3 separate regions of the Mus musculus genome follow, and regions 2 and 3 are each linked to region 1. Evidence: chromatin contacts called from public Hi-C data. All regions are on one chromosome and are shown on one strand. The core of a region is the stretch at or near the end of the contact, and the rest is flanking DNA. Distances in the headings are between cores, read along the strand shown.

Region 1 (3,141 bases), core at 295-2,794:
AATTATGACCTGTTAGTGTGTCGATGTGTGTGTGTGTGTGTATGTGTGTGTGTGTGTGTTTACAAGCTTCAGTCTTACTGTTACTCTAGCAGTTAATGGGCAGTGGCGTTCCCTAACGCTCTAGTGATCATTTCTATGCAATCTGTAAATGACTCAGCCTATTCCAAGAGTCATCTCCCTTGCATTCCCCACTCATTTTAGTGGACCTTACCTTTGCTTTGACTATCAGGTCCTCGTGCTTGCAGATTAGCTCTCTGTTGTCTGAAAGTGATGCGCCCAGACTCTGTTCCTGCAGATCTCTTATTGCTTTCTGAAACCAAGAAGAAACCTGGGGAAGGGGTGAGAAGAAAGGACCAATATGTAAATGATCAGGATAGACGATTTAAATGCAGACACAGTAGTGCAACCTTTCAAAACAAAGCAATTCGATCTCTTTCTACATACGCTAATTTATATAGGATGTTAACATCATCTAGGCATTTAATGTTCTCTTTATTTCAGCCTCTCAATGCTTAAGGGCAAAAAAGGACTAAATAACCAGAGAAGAGCCCAGGGAAGGGCTGCTTAACAGCTCAGTGGATTATGAGGCATGAGAAATGAGTCAGCATATTCTCCAAAAGCCACAGTGCGTCCCCATGCAGTCCATACATCTTGCTTCCTTTCCAAATATAACGTTTTTTCTCTATATAAACATGAGCCTGGATATAGTTACACAGATCCAGTTAAAGATATTGAACAGCCTATGTGGAATCATATTTTCTAGTATACAAAAAGAAAATACAAACGTATTTCATTTGCAGTCCCTGGAGGAAATCGGAGGAATGAAAAGGCACAGTTATGAAACCCCATGGAGACTGTAAGAACAGGACGTGGGTACCAGATACATGTACGGTTGACTCAGGACACATGACACACAGTGTCAAGACAACAGATATTGTGGAGGTTGATTGCAGTAATAAATATGTTGTTATTTTAATTTTTTAATTAGTTAACTTTGGAGGAATGCTGACATTGAACCCAGGATCTCACACAAGTCGAACAAGCACTCTACCATTAAGTTTGTGGTGTTGCACTTTTAGTGAGGCCAGATTTTAAGAGATACTATAACTTGATGTGAGACTTCTGACTTAAGACTCCTGAACACAAGAACCTTGATATCCATCAAATGAAGTGCAGCTAGATTTGCACTATCTGCTTCTGTACAGCATTATCCCTGAATCCTATCAGAATGACTAATTTGTAAGACACCACACTATAAACTAGATGTGTGGCTCGTTGCTTTGAGAGCATTGTCTTCGTCTTTCTCAGTAAGTCCACAACAAGAGCAATCTAATCATACAAACGTACAGAAGAAGTAAATGAATTGGGAGAGCTGAAGCCGTTTATCTAGAGACAGATGGTAGCAGCAGAAGAAGGATCTGCCCCAAGTGTACATAATTCCAAAATCCATGCTCTTCTGCTGTGCCCCGCCACTATGCTCATGTCACCTACAGTCTTTCAGCCCTGTTGTCTGGGGATACTGTTGCCAACCTCAAAGATGAAAATTGGCAGTCCGCTCAAAATGGTGGGCAGAGCCAAGAGTCATACTGTGTCTTTCTGAGGCCCCAGTTATCTTGTCTGCACAGCCATGGGCTTTCTTCCAGCTCCTGTAACAGGAAGGGATATATGAAGCCGGAGGCTGAGGAAAGGGTGTCGGGTCTAAAGTTCCAAACTGAAAATGTGCCTCATGCTCCGCAGATGGCAGTGGTAGAGGCTCACCCCAGTGAGATGCCTGTGGGCCACGGGGAGCTGGGGTGGCAGCTGATCTTGAGAGCAGAAGGTCTGAACTAGCTCAGCATTTCCCCAGCACAGAATGGGGAATAAGTTACGGAGCAACAGGGTTTCTTCAGCTTACCAAAATGTTAGCCCATTATCAGTACAAACAACAAAAAAAAAATCCACATTTATCCTGTAGCCATTTTTATATGAAATTCACCTTCTTCCTAATATTGGTAAAGTATGTGATATATATATTTCACATTATATAGACATGTATGTATATAGTATTTTTATATATTTATAGTTCCTTGAAACCATTTTTCTGGTATCCAATTAGAACTAGATAAGTACAATATACATAGAAGAACCCACAGAGGGCACTTAGAGAACAGCACTAAAAGTTATTTTGCTTTTATATAAAATAATTTCTTACAACGCCAGCGAGTGCTTACAGAAATGTGAACGGAGGAGTGGTTTGGGGGGTTTTCCTCAAAGAGAGCATGAGAATAACTAACTGAGACTATTTAGTTGTTGAGGACCAGAAGTGAGTGTTTTCTATTCCTAGCTAGAGTTGGGGTGGGGGTAGACATCTCAAGAATGTTTTATTGTGGGCCAGCTAATATGGACGCTAAGTGGATGAAACAAAGGAGGAAGCAGGTGTTCCTTAATCTCCCTGAACAGGTGAGAAGCCTATAGCCGCAGATAATCCTATTTAATTTGTGAGTCAAATATTTGTCATCTAACAAATGTCAGAGATGATGAAACCTAGAAGGAAGCGAGGGAGGGAAATTCTGTGATTTCTTTTTCTTCCTCTTCTTCTCCTCCTCCTCTTCTTCCTTCTCTTCTTCCTCCTCTTCTTCCCCCTCTTCTTCTTCCTCTTCTTCCTCCTCCTCCTCCTTCTCCTCCTCCTCTTCTTTCTTCTTCTATTGATATTGATCTTACCTCATAGCTCTAGCTGGCCTGGACCTTGGCACACAGACCAGGTGGGCTTCCACTGCCTTCCTCTGTTCCCCAAGTACTGGGATTGAAGGTCTGCACTGCTGCAACAGCTTGTTTTGACTTTTAAATAGTGCTGACTGACTTAATCCTTTGGTTCTTGCTGACACTATTTCACCCTTCAAAAGCTACCTACTAAGCAACACGTTGGAGGTAGAAAACTCTTGTGATACTCAGTAGCTTTCATCCTGGCTTCCAAAACTTATGATTCTAGTTCTACACATTTTTTTTCTGACCAGATACACTTTAGGGAGAAACACAAGTTGGTATGAATGCTTGAAGTAAGTAGATCATCATTAGCACATTACATCTTATCATGAGGCATTCTGACACATGAGTGGCCACGTAGATCAGGTTTACCACCTGTGCTGTGAGATGCACACAAAC
Region 2 (3,355 bases), core at 304-2,803, 75 kb before region 1:
GAGCAAGAGGAGGAGGAAGAGGAGGAGGAGGAGGAGGCAGCAAGGTTTGGGAATGGCTCAGTGGGATACGCTTGATGCACAAATGTGAGAGCCAGAGTTCAGATCTGCCGGGACCACGTAAAGCCAAGCATGGCGCCATGTGTCTGTGATCCTAGTCTGTAATCCTGCGATTACAGTCTCTGGGAAGCAGAGACAGAATTCCCAGAAGCTCAAAAGAGACTGTTCCAAACAAGGTAGAAGAGTGGGCTGGCATCCAAGGTTGTCCTCTGTCTCCCAAACACACACTGTAGTATGCCAGCACCTGTGCCCACACACACAAACTCGCACTCACGTATATATCTCTCTCTCTCTCATACACACACACACACAAAATAAAACTGAATACAATAAAGTAATAGATAAAATAACCATTACAAAAGGAATTAAGGTGTTCAGACACTGACAATTATACACTGGATAACACAGCTTTCTACCTTACTGTATTTACTGAATCATGTCATCATTATTGATCAGTCTAGAGGAAGAAAGAGAAGTTCTACCATCAACTGGATAGCCAAAGGGTTTTATTCACTTTTTCAACCAGGAAGGCTTAACATCTACTTGAATGCTGTACGAGCATGGTGGGGAGATGGATCCCTAACACTTTCATTCTAAGCCATGTGCTTCTAATTTACTAAGAAGATTAAGAAACGTCAGACTTAGGAACTGGTAAGAACGACTTCATTTCTGCATGCCCAGCATGCATGCATGTCCACAGAGGTGATTTAGAAGGCCAAAGAATGCCTGCGGTGCTACGGGTATGTCAAACTGGAGAGCTTCATTCTGACACATAAGCTTGTGCCACAGAGTTGCTGGCACTATTCTTGTTTAGTCACATTGGAAAGCCAGTCAAAATCTAATCTCTTGTACCTTTCTTAATGCAAATTCAAGAGCACTATACATACAAGTAGAAGGGAGCGTGGATGAAGGGCCTCTAGCATCCACGAATCCAGCCACACCACATTTCTCTTATCCGCACATTCCAATAGGAAAACTTAATCTAATCCCCACGTAAGTTGGTATCCCAGTTTTAAAGGAACTAAGTGCTCTGGTTACTGCTCTGGGGTATCATTGTCCACACAGCTGCTTCTAACTTTAGCAAGCTTGTCAACAATAGGGCATGGTGGAGACGGGTCAGACAACTGCCCTGCTTGTACATATGAGCAGCCACACACGCCAACTGCATGGGAAAGGGAATAGTTTATTCACTAGAAACCTATAAACGCTATAATTCGAATTAGTAAAATTTATGTATTATGGATGTTAGAATATTTTTTTAGTGAGTGAGTTGATTCTTTCCTCTGTGTAATGCTCAGTTCCTCTGTGTTTGTACAGAGGAAGTAGCCCAAACTTACATGCCATAATTAGAAAAAATTCTAAAATTGTAAAACTGCTCGCTCTCTCTTTTTGAAACGTATCCTCTCATAATTTCCCCAGTGAGTGATAAGTCTCTCTTCAGGGCTAGAAATGAGAAAACTTCTCTAGAAACAGAAGGTTAAGAGCTCCTGACAGGCTAGGCTGGCTCGCTATTCTTAGCCTTGACTAAGCTGGCTGAGGCAGCTTTCACAAGAATGCCTGATGTGTAAGTCTGGTACTGGCAAGGCCAACTGGTGTGAGGGACATGGGCTATTTAAAACCAAGGCAATGGGTTTGCAAAGAAAACCTTGCTTTAGGACTGTGGCATACTGGCTGAACTTCCAAATTCAAAACGAGCAGTCAGGTTTTGTTTCTCTAGCATCCACTTCACAAGTTCAGAGACTCATAATGAAAGGCTGAAATGCACCACCACCCAGAGATGCTTGGATTCTAAACGAAGACATCCAAAGATGCAAAATCTAATCCGGATGAGCTTCTGCAAATATTATTGGAGAGCACTGGGTCTCCATGTTGGACAGATTTCTGGAGAAGTCTCTTTGGTCTTCTTCTACTTGGTAACCAGAGAACATCTTCCTTAGCTCCAAGGCACATAGCAAAAGGAAGTGAGACAAGTCATAAAGCAAAGACCTGTTCTGAATTATAAGCTGCAGCCAGTCTCAGCATTAAACATTGTCTTGAATGTCCACCATCTTCATAATGAATTTAGTACATTTTGTTTGTTCTACTTTGGGAAAGGGTAACTATCATTTTAAACGTGAGCTGTCCATACCTTCCAGAAGATCCTACATGGTATTTTACAGACATCAAACACTACGATTTAAATTTTTAAGCCTTTGGGATGAACATTTTCTGAACAAATTGTAATTTTTCCTGTCCACTTATATATGCTACCCAAATCCAGCTGGGTCAGGGCCTGCTGAGCAGATGGCTGGGCGCTGAAGTACCATGTGGGTTTTAAGTTTCTCAAGACTCTTCTGTGTTTTACAGACATTTGTAGAGTTACAGCATGGCTCTCGGTAGCCACATGAAATACATTTGTTGGATAAAGACAATTTACTATTTTTTTTCGAAGACAAGTTTGGGTTACAAATCGGAAAAATGAACATTGTCTGTGTTTTTCTCAGTGATGCCCATCTGGTGTTCTGTTCCCTATGTAAATTGTTCCTGTGCCCTTTCCTGCAGTGGATGGTACCCATGCTCATTTTGTCCGCGGCAAAGTGCCAGACAGTAGAGTGTGGTTTTCATTCTATCACCTATGCGTGTTATATAAAAGCATCACTCCTCAGTTATAATCTATTGCTTCTGATCCAGTTTCTGTGGCTGGCTCTCAGATGACCAATCCATTCAAATTTGCAACAGAATTTGGGGGATTCATGCCTGGTATATGGAATATATATGCTAAATCCTTTCCTTCTTACTTTCTGATAGGAAAGCTGTTGCTGTCCTCGAGGAGATTTTCCCGGGTAAGGTAGTGTAACGGTCTGGAAGCTTCTGTGTGGAAAACTTATTTTGAGAAAATGGATAGCGGCCTGATTCTGTCATCCCATTCTTCCCAGCAAAGTAATTGTTTGTGACACAAAATAGGAGCCTTTAAGTTATAAATCCCCATTAACATCATGTAAATATAAGGGTAATTCTTTTGTTGGTCAGCTTGTAAGAAGGAAACGTAGCAGCATACTAACTTCTCAAAGGTAGATTATAAACAAATGAGGTTCCTTTGTAATATAATATGGTCATGGAAATTTCTAGGATATTTTGTGTGTTAATGATATATTCACATGGCCAAGCAAGAAAATCCAAAGTGCTATTGAGCTGTTATGCATACGAATGTATCCTTGCATGAAATGGGTAGGGAAAAAAATGCCATAAAATCTGGCAGTTTGACAGTTGTGTTTCTCACGGGTAAACATGAAGAAAACGAGTTTTTCAAAAACTTCCT
Region 3 (3,457 bases), core at 413-2,912, 130 kb before region 1:
CGAAATTTATTATAGGTCTGAAAGAAAAATGCTGCCTTGATTTCTTCACATGGATGGAGCTGTGTGTGGACTGAATCACAGAAGGCTGTGGGAATTATTCAGGGGAATAAAAAGATCTGTGCTTTATTATGTGAAATATTCAACAATAACCAAAAAAAAAAAAAAAGAGTGAAATTTGCAGTTAATTCCCTTTGTAAGTGAAAGAAAGTATTTCATCTACCATTTTTGGAGATTATGTAAGAAAATTCTTATGCATAAATAACTAAGTAGTCACCTTGAAGCAAACCAGTGTTCTGACATTAAAGGGCAGGCTCTGAATTGTCAATTGCCTCATTTTTATCTTTCACAACATTCTTTGTTCACTAAATGTTACAGTGCAATACTCTTCTTAGTCCTATAACTCAATTTTTTTTGAGACAAAATTCATACCCCATAAAAATCCAGATGTTATCCAAAAGTTTTCAGGAAACATTTCTCAGAAACTCTTGCTTCTTTCACATTATCTTTCAGATGAACACATTTTATGCCTAATTTTTCCTGTCTGTAAGCCAGTGTATCTTCAAAAAAAATTAGCTATCTCCTTAGATAAACCATGTATAATTAAGTATTTATCTAATAATGGGCATTTACAATTTGTAATCTAATCCCAGGAAGATAGGGAATCAAAGTGTATTTAGAAATTAAGAATCCTTTATTTCTTACCCTTTTTAGCATTAACATTATCTCACACCATATAATTGGATTGTGGGTTAAATTAAAATGCATAATGAGATCTGGAATCTTCTAGAAAGCAATTCTATAGCTTCATTCAAACTTATAAAATGTTGAGAATTAAGTGGCCTAGCTGGGTTTGATATTCTTATTGTCTAGGAAGACTAAATTTGTTTCTGTGAGCACTTGTTTCTCAGAGGCCTAAGGCTGAAGGCATGCATCTGAAATGTCACACTCCCAAAATAAACCGTCCAGCTTGACTGACAGCAGACAAGTGTTCTGCCACCGTCCGCAACAGATACCTCAGCAGTGGATTCCCTTAAAAAGTCATTGGGTGCAGCTGATGCCACATGGGTTTTCTCTGAGCTATTCTTGGTCTGCCTTGCTTTATCAACGGGTCACATAACCTTGTACATTCTCAGCAGACACGTTTACTAAGGAAGCAAACATTCATGTCCCCATTTCAGACTCCTGGTTCTAGGACATCCCATACATTTTAAAAATCAGAATGGTTGACTATCGCTTCAGCACTTGATTCTTTTCTTTTTTCTTTTCTTCTTTTCTTTTCTTTCCCTTTCTTTCTCTCTGGAAAATGTACATTTCAAAACCAAATTTAAAACACAGATTCACACTGTAGGTCAGCAAGATGAAACCTTTAACAGAAGGCATTCATTGTTCAGAGCATCCAATAGTAACCAATCAGAAAGAGCTCCAGGGATCAAACAAGCTGGTTCTCACTCACCTGATTTCTCAGGAGTGCCCAAAAAGGGTGGGACCAAGCCCAAGTTTGCTTCTGAAACGACGTCCTACGTAGAGTTGGTTTTTCCAACCATCTCCGACATGAATCGGTGAGCCTCTAACCCTCCAAACAAAACCACACAGTCTTGACTGTGTGGTTTTGTTTCCTATGCAATCCCTACACCCGAGGCGAGGTGGGAATGCGCGACTGCTCCAGAGCCAGGGGCTGGCCGGCCCTTATATTCCCCAGATCTGCTGACAGCCCAACATCCTTACAGCCCGGCTCTGTGATTGGCTCTGTTAGGAAGGCATGATGGGAGAGGACCTATTTGGGAGTATCACAGACCACCTGTTCCTCTGATTGGCAGTGCTAAATTTAGCCTTTCAGAAGAGGCTTTACCGAGGAAATAGAATTGTATTTTAAAATCGACCTCACTGGGACTCAGAGACAAGAGTGGTTGCTGCAAACGTGAAAACTCTACCCAGGTGGAACGGAGGCCAGAATGTGACAAAGGATAAAACTTGTGGACATTTGTAGATCTAAAACAATCCTGAACTTGAGCCCCGTGCCCTGTGAGTCAGGCTCCACTTCTGTTCCCTACCCTCTAAACCCAACCAAATGGGCCTGTCAATCATGACAGCTGATGAAGTAATTTATATCACACATAGGTTTCATCTTCTCTGAAGACTCAGTTTCGATAAACGTAGCATTTGAAGAGAATCCATTTGTCCTGTTTGTTCTATAGAATAGCTATGCCAATGTCAGTGAGTTATGTGTACCCCAGCCTTGCAGGAAATAACACCCAAAGGCAAAGTCTGCTTAAGGCTTCGGTATAGTCTGTGTGGGACAATGTCTGCTCTGGTTAGAGTTCATTTTTGCCTGCCAGTAGTATTTACCAATACCCATGGGCTGCCTTGCTGAGTGGTGAAGTCTGAGTTTAAACCAGCCATAGGGTTCTTTTACTTGGTGTAAGATTAGTACAGGGTGTGCTTCTAATCTCTGCAGCTTGCTGTCACTAATGGGAAGTGTTTAGGGCATGATATACTTACTATTTTAGGAGTGAATTTAATTTTAAGCCAGAGATAGTTCAAATACAAAAGATCATATCAAATGGCCTTTGTTGTGGCTCAACCCAGGGATTTGTAAAATTCTGCTCAGAGCAAAGAAAATTGACTCATTGATAAAGGAAAGACACTTCTATCAATAAAACAGACTTTAAAAAATTAAATTTTAAAACAAATTTCCTTATGTTTGTAATAAAAATGTTCCCTGTTGTGGGATAAATTGGCCTTGCAGTAGACTTTGAACTTTTTGAGCCTTTTCAGTCTCCTGGCTACCTATATAGTGATAGTTCATTAACATTTAACAGCTTCAATTTACCAGCAACTGGCTCCGTGAAGCTCTGATAAGAAGCTGACACCACCGTGTCCTTATTTAAACAGCTATCTCCTTTACCTAAGTGCTGCTGTCTGGCTGGAGCCGCCATGCCCAACCCCCACCAGCCGGTGTCTGCTATCACTCAGTTTCATCCCTTTCTTCCCAAATGGCCAGTTTCATGTTGTGTATCTTGACAGTGACTCCCAACCAGAGACTCCTGTTAAGGGAACTTGTCAGTCATAATAGACAATAAGTGAACTTCTTGTTCGGGGTGCTCAATAATTTGCTATTTATTTAAAATTCATTTGTGCATCTCTCTCTCTCTCTCTCTCTCTCTCTCTCTCGTGTGTGTGTGTGTGTGTGTGTGTGTGTGTGTGTGTGTGTAGCATACATGTTTCTAATCTAGAGTATGTCAGTGTCATGTCATGTTTATCGGGGGCAAGTGAAGCCATTTTAGCTCTGGAAACTTTAGCTAACAACTGAATAGAGACCTGGAGCTTGTGTTCCATTGAGTTGAGCCCAACACAATTCAGAGAGCAGATAAGCTATGAAAATACACCATATACTGCAAACATGAAGTCCTATGTGTCTCCTCCCGAGCTGCCTGTCTGTTCGCTGTCCTTGAACTTT

The links. A called contact is a pair of places that touch in the nucleus more often than the background predicts.
Region 2: a contact with region 1 is called in a Hi-C map of myocytes, with 2.0 times the contacts expected there. The contact joins two enhancer-like sites. A contact is called at or near these places in 1 of 484 Hi-C or Micro-C datasets (myocytes), 1 of 115 datasets of contacts at active chromatin or transcription factors (embryonic stem cells) and 1 of 9 other capture datasets (adipose tissue).
Region 3: a contact with region 1 is called in a Hi-C map of myocytes, with 3 times the contacts expected there. The contact joins the promoter of Ttn here to the enhancer-like site in region 1. A contact is called at or near these places in 2 of 484 Hi-C or Micro-C datasets (muscle stem cells and myocytes) and 1 of 9 other capture datasets (liver).

The regions. Positions count from the first base shown.
Region 1 is chr2:77,108,152-77,111,292 of GRCm38.p6, forward strand. It overlaps Ccdc141 (coiled-coil domain containing 141), which reads right to left. Exons shown (of 24, transcript NM_001025576.3): 6 at 212-328. Among named protein-coding and RNA genes, the nearest start is that of Gm39862, 39 kb to the left of the region's middle. Within about 2 kb of position 1,545, at least 15 of the 459 cell types and tissues checked have an H3K27ac peak or open chromatin away from gene starts, as enhancers often do. A contact at or near this core is called in myocytes, where this site is marked.
Region 2 is chr2:77,032,713-77,036,067 of GRCm38.p6, forward strand. All of the region lies in intron 17 of Ccdc141 (coiled-coil domain containing 141), which reads right to left. Among named protein-coding and RNA genes, the nearest start is that of Gm39862, 36 kb to the right of the region's middle. Within about 2 kb of position 1,554, at least 15 of the 459 cell types and tissues checked have an H3K27ac peak or open chromatin away from gene starts, as enhancers often do. A contact at or near this core is called in myocytes, where this site is marked.
Region 3 is chr2:76,980,885-76,984,341 of GRCm38.p6, forward strand. Ttn (titin) reads right to left here and starts at 1,663. Exons shown (of 313, transcript NM_011652.3): 1 at 1,454-1,663.